Linked DNA regions of Mus musculus: all the other regions are linked to region 3. The links are chromatin contacts, called in public Micro-C and promoter capture Hi-C maps. All regions are on one chromosome and are shown on one strand. The core of a region is the stretch at or near the end of the contact, and the rest is flanking DNA. Distances in the headings are between cores, read along the strand shown.

Region 1 (2,700 bases), core at 27-2,526, 380 kb after region 3:
GAGAAAAGGGTGCCAGGAACACAGAGGTCTCGCTCCTAGGTATCTCTTAGCATCTCAGAGATCAGCTCCCTCCTTCCTATGATACTTCATGGCGAAAGGAGTAGAAATGCAGGAACACACACACAAAGGAGTGGAAATGCAGGAACACACACATGCATACATGTGCATGTTCACACACATATATGCACAAACACACATGTGCACACAGACACATGCATGCATGTGCATGCTCATGCACATACATGCACATACACACATGCACACATGGACACTCACACACACACACACATGCACATACACAGGGCAAGTCCACCAGCTTCACTGATTTTCTGAAGTTTGATGCTAAGCACCTAGTCCCCAGAGCCTTCAGGCACAAATTGGATTCTATCTCTAAACCATTGTTCCCTCTCTGCCTCCACCCCTGTTCTTTGGATCTCAGTTTCTCTGAGAAGTGGGCTTATGAGTCGTCCTCTAAGGTTTTGGAAGAGGTTTAGGGGTTGCTGGAGTTCTTGGAGTTTGGACTGTCCCCAGCCCTGGCTACTTGGCCTCTGCAAACGCCTGGGGTGTCTCCACCCAACAGCATCAAGAAGCAATTGGTTTGGTCTGGAGAGATGGCTCAGTGGTTAAGAGCACTGACTGCTCTTCCAGAGGTCCTGAGTTCAATTCCCAGTAACCACATGGTGGCTCACAGCCATCTGTAATGGCCCTCTTCTGGTGTGTGGACAAATAAATAAATAAATAAATAAATAAATAAATAAATAAATAAATAAAAAAGCAATTGGCTTGTTGGGTAGGGATAGGCAGCCCTCCTTTCTCTCCTACATCAGAACCAGGGAGCTTGGAGTCTCCTCAGAGCTGGACCACTCTTTCCCAACCACTCAACAGAAAGGATGCAAACCACACCCACTTCCCTCCCCTAAGAACAAGGCAAGCACCTCTTCAGGAGCCAACCTGGGCTAGCCTGGCCTCCCCGGAGATGGGTTTTACCCACATTGTTTTCTTCTCTCCTCTACCAACCTAGGACATAGTAGGTCACACTTGGAAGCCCAGAGACCATCGCAAAGCTGGAATGGGGACATCAGAGTTGGGGCTGCAGGTGTGTCGCTGGGCCAGGCCTCAATGAGATCCCTTGTTCTGGTCTGGTGGATGACAGACAAGCCCATGGCAGAATCGGGGTTTCAAAGCCGCACCCCCTTTTCTCCTCCCCTTCCCAACTGGCAGCCCCTAAGATGACTCAGCTTTAAAACAGCTTATGCAGGATTTAAGCAAACAAACTCTGGGGGCGGGAGGGTCCTCAGCACGCAAGGAGCAGGAACGGCTGAGGGCTGGCTTTTGGGATGCCCCTTCTCTCAGCCGGTCCCGAGTCCTGTTCTCGTCACTCCGGCCTGGGGTCGCAGGACCCCGGGGACCGCGCCCTCAGACGCCTGCCATGTGTGCGCCAGGCCGAGCGTGCGAGCCGCCGGGGCGGCCAGGGCGGCGCCGCCACATCTGGTTCCAGGCGCGGCCCTGGCGCCGGCCTCGCCGCAGCCCCGCGGCCCAGACACCGTTAACAGCCTGGCGCGCCCTGCCCTGTCGCATCCCGGGTACTACCGTCACCATCCCCATCCCCCACCACGGCCCAGGAAGGGAAACTGAGGCTGGGAGGTCCTATGGAGAAATGGCACAGCAGAGAAGGCACTGGGCTAGACCCCATCCTCGGCTGTAAGACACCCTGTCACCCCAAAGTAGCAGTCATGCAGCCCCTCCTTCTCCGGGACCCTTAGACCTTGCGCCTAGAGGATGTGAGGTTTTGTGGGATGCTCCAGGATCGTGGGTGACCAAACTCCATCCATTCGCCAGCAGAGCTCCAGAGAACAACCAGGTTCTTTGGTGTGCCTGAGAGCTGCCCTGCCCTACAAAGGCCTTTCTGGGCATCAAAGGAAGAGCCTAGTTGGTCTGTAGACGAGACTATGATCTTTAGGGGCAGTCTGTCACACTCCAGTATCTGGTGATAGATTGCAGTTAGCTACAACGGGCTACTGAGTGGCAGTCCTGGCACCTCTGGCTGCTCACAACGACACATATGTGCTTGCACACTGCGAGGGCTTCTTGTCTCTGGCTCCTGCAGTTTTTCTACAGAGGGGCTTTCTAAGGAGGTGGGGCCACATCAAAGCCAGCACTCACCTTTTTCTGAGCTGCACACTGGCAGAACAGAAGAACCCGGCCCCATTCATTCACCCCCAAACCCACTTGGGAGACTTGCTCACCCAGGAATGAGAAAGTCTGGATTGTAGAACAAAACCAATTTGCAGACTTGTGAGGAGGGAAGGTGCTCTCCCATGGGAGGTTAATGCCCTGCCCTGAGACCCGTACAGACAGTTTTACTCTCAGTTAATCCACCTGCAGGGGATGGGCGGGTCAGGAGTCACGTTCTCTTGACCACTATTCTAAGAAGTGGAAGTGGGAGGGGGCATGGAGGGTGTGTGTGTGTCTGTATGTGAAAGAGAGACAGAGACAAAGAGACAGAGACTAAGAGACAGAGAGACAGAGACAAAGAGACAGAGACAGGCTGGGGCTGGGGCAGCTGGCCATCAGGGACCATTCATCAACTTATCTGTCACCTCCTCATCCTGGCTCTCCAGAAAGGCCACTTTATGTGGTTTCTGGTGACCGAACTCAAGTGGCCAAGTTTGTGCGGCAAATACTTTACCGCTCTGTACG
Region 2 (2,700 bases), core at 62-2,561, 390 kb before region 3:
TGCGGCAGGGGTGGGAGCGTTGAGGCACACAGGGGCGGCCTCCATGTCTTACAAGGTTCCCCTCTAAGCTACCTGGGAAAATACCCGGCGAGCCGGCCGGCTGAAAGGGGGGGTTAAACGGTGTCCATTGCGGAGCGGCCGGCAATTTGTCACGCTGTTAAAGTGATCGCATTCATTCGGTTCCATTCGAAAGAAATTGCTAATTCTAAATTCATTAGCCCTGGAAGAAAGCTGTAGCAGTAAATTGTATCTCAATGCGGAGGGGACTTGTTTAAAAGGGGCCGAGGAATTCCCCTTACAAAAAGGCAGGATTAGATGGTTGACATAGCGTGAATGGAAGTGGAATTAGTCTTCACGGTAAATTAAGAGAGGAACAGCGATCTTAAAGGGGAAGAGAGGGCGTCGCTCAGAGACGCCAGCGCTGGGGAAAGATATTGTTTGCGGGGTGACGAATGAGGAATAAGAACTTGAGACATCTTAAAGAAAAGAAACTTTCTTCGCTCTCTTTCTCTCCCTCGCTCTCTGCGGCTTTTTCTCTCCGGCCTGCCCGCCCTCCGCCCCTTCCCGGCCCCGGCTGTCTTTTAAAGTTTGTGGTTTAAGTGGGAACTTTCGCGGGTCAAGCCCAAGTTAACCAAATGAATTTAAAACCCCTTCTTTTTGAGTCAACTGCTATTACACGCCCAGTAAGGCTTTTAATGCCAGGAAACCGCCAGCTCCAGGCTGGAGGATGGGGTGGGGAGAGACGACACAGGAGAGCCCGGGCTGACCGAGGTAAGTCGCTCCGGTCGTTGGGATCTGGTCCCTGAGCCTCCTGCATTCCTACATGCCTCTTCTCTGCTTCCATGAGGCCGTTGCAACCCAGGTTGGACCCACGAAAAAACTGAGGTGCGCTGATTAGGGAGAGCGCATCCTGGCTGGGAGCGGCAGCCCCAGCCCCTGTGTTCCCCATCTGGACCCGTGCCGCTAACCTGAGAATTGGGGGTAGCCAGGAAGAGCGAAGGAGTGGAGCCCCGACGGCACACTCACCTCCTGAGAAGGACTGCGCCAGGACCTCGGCCGTGAAGGCCGTTTTTGGGCTGGCGTGGTGGCTCTTGTCTTCCAGCAGCTGTTCGCCTAGCACGTTGCGCCATCGGCCATATAAGAAACTGTGCAGGATGTCGGAGGTGATGACCTCTGCCAGCGCCAACCCCGGAGCCTTCAGCCCTGTTTTGAGCACCAGGGCCTCAGCTGGGAGCACAGAGCCCATCATGGGCGGCGGAGGGCTCGCCGCGGGCGCCGAAGGACGGCTAGGTGGACTCCGGAGAGGTGGGCAACGAAGAGGGGTCAAAGGAATGAAAGGAGAGGAGGGTGACACAACACGAGGGAGGAGGAGGAAGAGGAGCAGGAGGAGGGTGCACTGGGGAGTGCGTGGCAAGAGATGGCTGGGAAGACAGGGAGCCAAACCGGAGATTCACAAAATCTGCAGAGATGGCAGAGGCAGCACGGAGGGCTGGAAGTCCGCGGGTGGAGACAAGGGTGGATACCAGGAGGGGTGCGGGAAGGGTGGGCGGCGGGTGGCTGTAGAGAGACAACGACCAAGGACTCTCGGTTTCCCACTAGCCTTCTATACACCCAGCCAGGACCGTCCTCCCCTTAGCAAAATCTCAGCTCTTTTATAGGAGCTGCAGTGACCCTCCTAATTGGTTATTAATGACCCCCTGACGTCGAAGGACAGACTTGTACCCGGCCAGGCTCGAAGGAGCCTTCACCGACAGCGCGAGGGGCGGGGGCAGCGTGCGGACCGCTCAGAATAGTCTCCCTCTGCTCCTCCCTCCCCCCAGCCTTCCTCCTCCTCCCCCTCCTCCTCTTCTCCCCGTGGGAAGCTCCAGGCAGGGAGGGAGGCTCAACTCGCGGCCCGGAGCGAGGAAGGGGGGTGGGGGGGGACGGGTGTTGAAGTAGGGGATGCTGCGCAGCGAGGCTTGCCTTTACTCCCGGGACTAGACTGAGAAAGAGGGGGCGTATGGCTGCAAACCCCGCGGGTCCCCATGCTCACCCGGGCTAAGCAAGATCCTTGATCACTGTGGATCCCAAGCTAGGCCTTCACCTTCCTAGCTCTGCGGGCCACTCCCAGAGCTGCCGGTGCTTTGCCTATCTCCTTAACCAAGCCCAGTACTCTGTCCGATCCCCACCTCTCCTTCGTCCCACACCCTCTGCTCTTTAGAGGCTTCACTCCTTAAGCTGCGGTGGCAACCCGGACAGCTTGGGAGATGCAGATCTCTTGCGCTGGCAGCGCTACCCAAGCGGGCGCTTCGTCCTAAACGGGCTCCCCAAGAGCTCTGCTCGCTGCGCACAGCCAGTGTAAAACTTCCGTCACCAGCACAGAGGGCTGCTGAGGAGTCGCCGTCGGGGCTGGATCTCACCTACCATAGAAAGGTTACCAGCCCTAGGAGTACTAAGTTGGGGTGGGGAGTATTGAAAGGTCATCAGATACTCACATCTGTGGAATACCCTAGAGCAATGCAAGATGGGAATTGCAGACACCCAAAATGCCTCTGAAATTGCGGACGGCCCAGGGCAAAGCCATCTGCTGGGCCCTGCTTTGGAATCAGTCTACTGGGATTTCAACCTAGGAAGCCACCAGACGTTCCTCTTTCTTTTTGGTCTCTTAATGATGATTCTTTCTTTCCTGGCTCCTTTCTCTTCCTTCCTTCCCCCTTCCCG
Region 3 (2,700 bases), core at 101-2,600:
GCCTGGGCTGGGAAGGATAGTTCTCCTGGATGTGACCTCCAAGGTGTCCAACTCCTCAGGACAGGGGCCAGGAGAGCCCAGGCAGTAAAGCCCCCTTTGTTCTAAGTCTGGGAGAGTGAGGAGCATGGGGCTAAGGCACTAGGTTGACCAAGACCTGCAAACGTGCTCAGAAGACCGATACCGGGGGTGGGGGTGGGGGTGAGAGCAGAGACCATGCACTGCACCAGAGCCTCCATCTACACCGAGCTGTCAGTTAACTGCCTGTCTTTCCGGGTGATGCAGAGCGCTCAGCCAAAGCTTCCCAGGACCCACTTCCAGGGCCACCCCTGGAGAGGCTGCGAGGAGGGGGGACACCTGGTGTGGAGGCACTAAAGATGCAGAGGCAGATCTGTGAAGTTGGGCAAGTGGAGAGCCACGCCTGGGACTGATCTAGTGGACCGTGGAGTGGGACAGACCTTCCTTCGCTCGTCAGCTCGGGCCATGTAAACCCATTTCCTGGTGCGGTAGAGACAGGAGAAGGGAAGGGGGGATGGAGAATACAGCCCAACCGTGCGACATCTAAGAGGGCGCCCAGGACCCTTGGCCCTCTACCGTCACTACCTGAGCGTTCTACCAGTCTCGCCAGCCCTCTTCCTCCCAACACAGTCACACTTGCCAGGGAGGGGGCGACAGGCCAACCTCGCAAGAGGCAGGAGCCGCAGCAGCATCATTAAGCATGAATCACCCACCCACCCTGCTCCAAGCAGGAGAGCCACACAACGCCCGGGCGCCCCCTCCTGGGACCACTGCCCCCCGCCCCGGCACAGCCCGGGTCCTTCGGACAGGAGGGGAGCAGCGGGTGGGCTGCGGATGCCCTGAGGACCCAGAGTGGTCCCTGGAGCACGCTGACAGGCGACACCCAGCCATGGCCGGGGGCGGGGGCGCGGATAGAACAATGGGCCAGGTGCGGGGCAGGGGCGCGGCCGGGAAGGGCGGAGGGAAGGTCGCGGCTCGATGGGGAATCGGGGATCTGGGATCGGGGCTCACTCACAGTAGGTTTTTCTGGTCAGCTCCTCCACAACTTCAGGCTTCAACTTGCTGTTGGATTTCCCCATGCTCGGCGGCCGCGGCCCCCGCTCCCCGGGCCGGACCCGCTCGGGGCGCCCAGCGGGAGCGGTTGGGTCGGGCCGGGGTGCGCGGAGGCCGGCAGGCCGGGCTGGGCCGGGCCGGGGCCGCGCCTTTGTCTGGCCGTGCCCGCGCGTCCCGTGCGCGGGGCTCCGGCGTGCTGCGCGACCGCGGCTGACGGTTCAAGGGGCCTCGGGGACCCGGCGAGGGCCAGGCCTTGGCGGTGCAAGCGGCCACGGCGAGGAGTTGCGCGGGGCTGAGAGCCGCAGCCGCCGGGGCTCGGTTGCCGCGGTCGTCCCTGGTTACTGGGCTGCGTAGCACATGCTCGCTACTGCTGCGCCGCCGCCGCCCCTACGCTCCCCGCCTCCCGCCCGCACCGGCGCGCCAGGGGTGGACTCGGAGCCGCCACTCATCGCCCGGCGCCACCTCCCGCCCAGCTCCGACAGGCGCGAGCTCCGCGTTGAGGCACCCCCTCTCCTGTTGGCTCTCCGGGGACGCTGGGAGGTCGCCGCACCGCCCCCTCCGCCGATCCATTCCCCCCTCTCCGCAGCGGCGTGGGCAGGGAGGGCCCGGAAAATCGGACGTGAACGAGGCCAAATCCCTGCCCGGCGCAATTCATTCATTCCACTTAGATGTGTTGGGCGCTGGGGACCTGGCGGCCAAGAGGACAGACGCGATCCCAGACCTCTCCAGGAGCATCCTGATGTGCTGGCTGGCATGGGTTTCGGTGGGAACACTTTTGCCTGGCCTTGAGGGAAGTGACTTCAGATTGAGAGAGGAATGGGGTATCAACCTGGAAGGGGTCTGGCCTGGGAGGGAGAGCAGCCTCTACACCCGGGGCTCCAGGCAAGGCTGGGAATGATCTGAGGCCAGGCAGAAGGGCCAGAGCTTCTGGAGACCAGCCTGGCAAGCCGCTTTCCCCAAAGACCTGGCCTCTGTCCCCGGTGCCCAGGAGTACTTGCAGTTCAAACCTTCTCTGTTGTGGGGCTTGCTTGAAGTGGCCAGAGGGAGCAGAGCCTGTTGGTGGGGCTCCATGCCTGGAAGCCTGCAGCTGGGGAAGGACTCCAGGAAAAGGATGGCCTGCTCTCCCCTCCTCCCAAAATGTCATCGTAATTGAGACCTCTCCTGACTTTCTGCCCAACTCTGTCTCCTTAACAGCTCAGGAAAACTTGGACCTCTTAGTCCATTGGCGCTTGCTTCTTCCAAAGAATGAGCCTCAGGGGGAGGGGAGCAGAAATATGTCTTGCTCTCAGAAGGCCCTGAGGGCCAGTGGCAACTTCTGTGAGCCAGTCTTAGTAGCAGAGGCCAGGGAGCCAGCCCAGCTAAACAGGGAAGTGGGTGGGGAGGCAGTAGGATCCCTGGTTCACAACTGGCTTAGACAACATTAGGAGGAAGAGTTCTCAGGGAAAGGCATGAAAATAGATCGGGTAGGGGAGGAATGACCCATGCCAGGAACCAGAGCCCTGGAAAGACCATGGCAAGATGAAGCCATTCCCTCCTGAGCCAGCAGGGATGCAATCACGGACAGAATTTCTTTTTTTCCCTCTCAGAGGGTGTAAAACCCTGCCTGGGGCGATGGTACCTTTCAACCCCACC
Region 4 (2,700 bases), core at 8-2,507, 280 kb after region 3:
ATAAGGATAGCAACCATATATGAGGGCATAGCAATCAGCATGTGAATAATACAAGGATAATCCTTATACAGTGCACAATAACATTATTCCTACAGTTCCCTAAGGAAGAAACTGGGTAAGAAACTATGGGCTTTATTTAATAATATTGCTCATGGGGCTGGAGAGATGGCTCAGTGGTTAAGAGCACTGACTGCTCTTCCAGAGGTCCTGAGTTCAATTCCCAGCAACCACATGGTGGCTCACAACCATCTGTAGTGGAAATCTGATGCCCTCTTCTGGTGTGTCTGAAGTCAGTATACTCACATACATAAATAAATAAAATCTTTAAAAAAAAATACTGGTCATGGGTTTTTAACAAGTATGAGATGCAGATCCCTCTTTTTTTTTTTTTTGAGATGTCAGACTCTCACTGTAGCCCTGACTGCACCTGGAATTCCTTGTATAGGACAGGGTGGCCTCCAACTCAGATATCCAAGACAATCACCTGTCTCTACTTCCCAGAGTGCTGGGATTAAAGGTGTGTGCTACAATACCCAGCCCTCAAATGTCAGTTTTGTTCTGTTTTGTTTTGTTTTGTTTTAACGACAAGATCCAATATGCAGCTTTGACCTGCTTGAAACTTTGTAGACTGGCCCCAACTCATACAGAGTGTTGGGGTTAAGGGTGCACACCACCCACCGCACCTGTCAGATTTAATGATAGGGACGCACGTTGGGGGGGGGTCATGTGGGAACCCACTATATTATCCTCTCATTTTTAAAAATTTATTCATTTACATGTTAATTTATGCATGTGTGTAAGCCCACATGAGTTTATGAGCACCACATGCACGCAGGTGCCTGCGTCATTTCTTTTTTAATACTTATTTATTTCATGTATGTCAGTACACTGTCGCTGTCTTCAGACACACCAGAAGAGGGCACCAGATCCCATTACAGATGGTTGTGAGCTACCATGTGGTTACTGGGAATTGAACTCAGAACCTCTGGGAGAGCAGTCAGTGCTCTTAACCGCTGAGCCATCTCTCCGCCCATCATTAAAAAAAAATGGTTCTAAAACACTGTTACTTGATGGGGATAGGGCAGCAGTCATCATCACCTGATTCCTATAATCTCAATATTATTCCTGTAACATCAAGGTTCAGAAGCAGAAGGGACTTTGCCCTTAACAAAGATGGTAGCCACTAGCGTCGGTAGACTGCCTGCCCCGGACAAAGAGGGCGGCCCCGCCAGCAGGAACCGGAAATACGAGTCTGGGCGGTGCGCGGGGTACGGTGGGCGCTGGGCGGGCGCTGGGCGCGCAAGGTGCGCGGGTCCGGTTATGAAGCTTGGCCGGGCCGCTCTGGCCCTGCTGCTGCTGGCGCCGTGCGTGGTTCGTGCGGTGGAGCCCATCAGCCTGAGTCTGGCCCTGGCCGGCGTACTCACCACCTATATCTCCTACCCTCGTCTCTACTGCCTCTTCGCCGAGTGCTGCGGCCAGATGCGGAGCCTCAGCCGGGAGGGTAGGCGGGCACCAGGCGTCCGGGATGCTGCGGCAGGGGGATGGCGCCGCTGCCAGGCCAGACTTTGGCCGGAGGCCTGAGAGATGAGTGGTCGGGGCCCGGGGTAGGGTGTCAGCCCTGCGCGGAGCTCTCCGGGGCGGCCTCACGGCACCTCTTCCGCTTGGCTTTGGGGCCAACCCCGAGGAAGGGCAGAGTTCGCAGCACCAGGGTCCCTCAGCGCTCTCCAAACCAGGCTCCGCGGGCCCTGACGTCCTGGAAATGGGGCTGCCTTTTGCCAGCTTGTTTCTCTCCTGACCAGAGTGATCTTTCCTTTCTCAGCGCTGCAGAAAGATCTGGATAACAAGCTCTTTGGACAGCATCTTGCAAAAAAAGTCATCCTAAACGCCGTGTCTGGTTTCCTAAGCAACCCGAAGCCCAAGAAGCCCCTTACCCTCTCTCTGCACGGGTGGACGGGCACCGGCAAAAACTTCGCCAGCAAGATCATCGCGGAGAATATTTACGAGGGCGGACTGAACAGTGACTATGTACACCTGTTTGTGGCCACGCTACACTTCCCCCACGCCTCTAACATCACACAGTATAAGGCAAGAGCATTAAGTTGACCGCCTTCGCGGATGACCCGGAATTGGGGTTTCTCTGTTGTGGGGTGGGATGTGGGAATTCCACGTCAGTGAGTGAGCCACAACATGGCTCTCTGTATGTCAGTTCCTCTTTAAAAGGTGTGCACAGAAGTGGTCATATCCCTTGGAGGAATGACAGCTGAAGCTAGGCTACCGTGTTTTAAAGGGGACTGTCAAGAGCTGGGGGTAGCTCGGCATAGAGCACTTGCCCAGAATGTGGGAAGTTCTGTATTATGTCTCTCCACCCCAACTCCCACAACTCCCGCTGTGGCGAGGGTGCACTGGGGGATAGATATGTAAGTTACAAAGGGTTTGAGATACATAGAGCAGTTAGACCACCAAAGTTTTATGAGTGGCCTCTGTGACACTCATAAAGTGACTCGGTAAGGTGACAACTTGGCTGGGAAGTGGGGACATAACAACTCCAGGGTCTTTAGGAGTCGCCTCCCCCCGCCCCCTGTTGTGAAAAGGAAACCTAGAGGCCAAGTTTGCTTTGACCCAGCTGTTGCAACCTGCTATTGGAGTTTAATTCTGATAACAGGCTCACACCTGAATTCAGGTTCGGTCCCTCCCTCCCTA

The links. Hi-C and Micro-C count contacts between places; a contact is called where the count stands out from the background. Capture Hi-C pulls out chosen DNA fragments and counts their contacts.
Region 1: a contact with region 3 is called in a Micro-C map of embryonic stem cells, with 1.5 times the contacts expected there. The contact joins the enhancer-like site here to the promoter of Ncs1 in region 3. A contact is called at or near these places in 2 of 39 promoter capture datasets (both in liver), 1 of 484 Hi-C or Micro-C datasets (embryonic stem cells) and 1 of 9 other capture datasets (embryonic stem cells).
Region 2: a Micro-C map of embryonic stem cells shows a contact between it and region 3, with 3 times the contacts expected there. The contact joins the promoter of Prdm12 here to the promoter of Ncs1 in region 3. A contact is called at or near these places in 2 of 39 promoter capture datasets (both in embryonic stem cells), 5 of 484 Hi-C or Micro-C datasets (all in embryonic stem cells) and 1 of 115 datasets of contacts at active chromatin or transcription factors (embryonic stem cells).
Region 4: a promoter capture Hi-C map of pancreatic islet shows a contact between it and region 3. The contact joins the promoter of Tor1a here to the promoter of Ncs1 in region 3. A contact is called at or near these places in 10 of 39 promoter capture datasets (the HPC-7 cell line, the SN4741 cell line, embryonic stem cells and 6 more), 3 of 484 Hi-C or Micro-C datasets (CD4 T cells, embryonic stem cells and pre-B cells), 4 of 115 datasets of contacts at active chromatin or transcription factors (T-cell acute lymphoblastic leukemia, embryonic stem cells, memory CD8 T cells and 1 more) and 3 of 9 other capture datasets (adipose tissue, macrophages and pancreatic islet).

The regions. Positions count from the first base shown.
Region 1 is chr2:30,863,842-30,866,541 of GRCm38.p6, reverse strand. All of the region lies in intron 1 of Prrx2 (paired related homeobox 2), which reads right to left. Among named protein-coding and RNA genes, the nearest start is that of Prrx2, 20 kb to the right of the region's middle. Within about 2 kb of position 1,276, at least 100 of the 459 cell types and tissues checked have an H3K27ac peak or open chromatin away from gene starts, as enhancers often do. A contact at or near this core is called in embryonic stem cells, where this site is marked.
Region 2 is chr2:31,638,648-31,641,347 of GRCm38.p6, reverse strand. It overlaps Prdm12 (PR domain containing 12), which reads right to left and starts at 1,311. Exons shown (of 5, transcript NM_001123362.1): 1 at 1,027-1,311. The coding sequence starts at 1,249.
Region 3 is chr2:31,244,573-31,247,272 of GRCm38.p6, reverse strand. Ncs1 (neuronal calcium sensor 1) reads right to left here and starts at 1,350. Exons shown (of 8, transcript NM_019681.3): 1 at 1,031-1,350. The coding sequence starts at 1,094.
Region 4 is chr2:30,966,475-30,969,174 of GRCm38.p6, reverse strand. It overlaps Tor1a (torsin family 1, member A (torsin A)), which reads left to right and starts at 1,257. Exons shown (of 5, transcript NM_144884.2): 1 at 1,257-1,501; 2 at 1,820-2,085. The coding sequence starts at 1,321.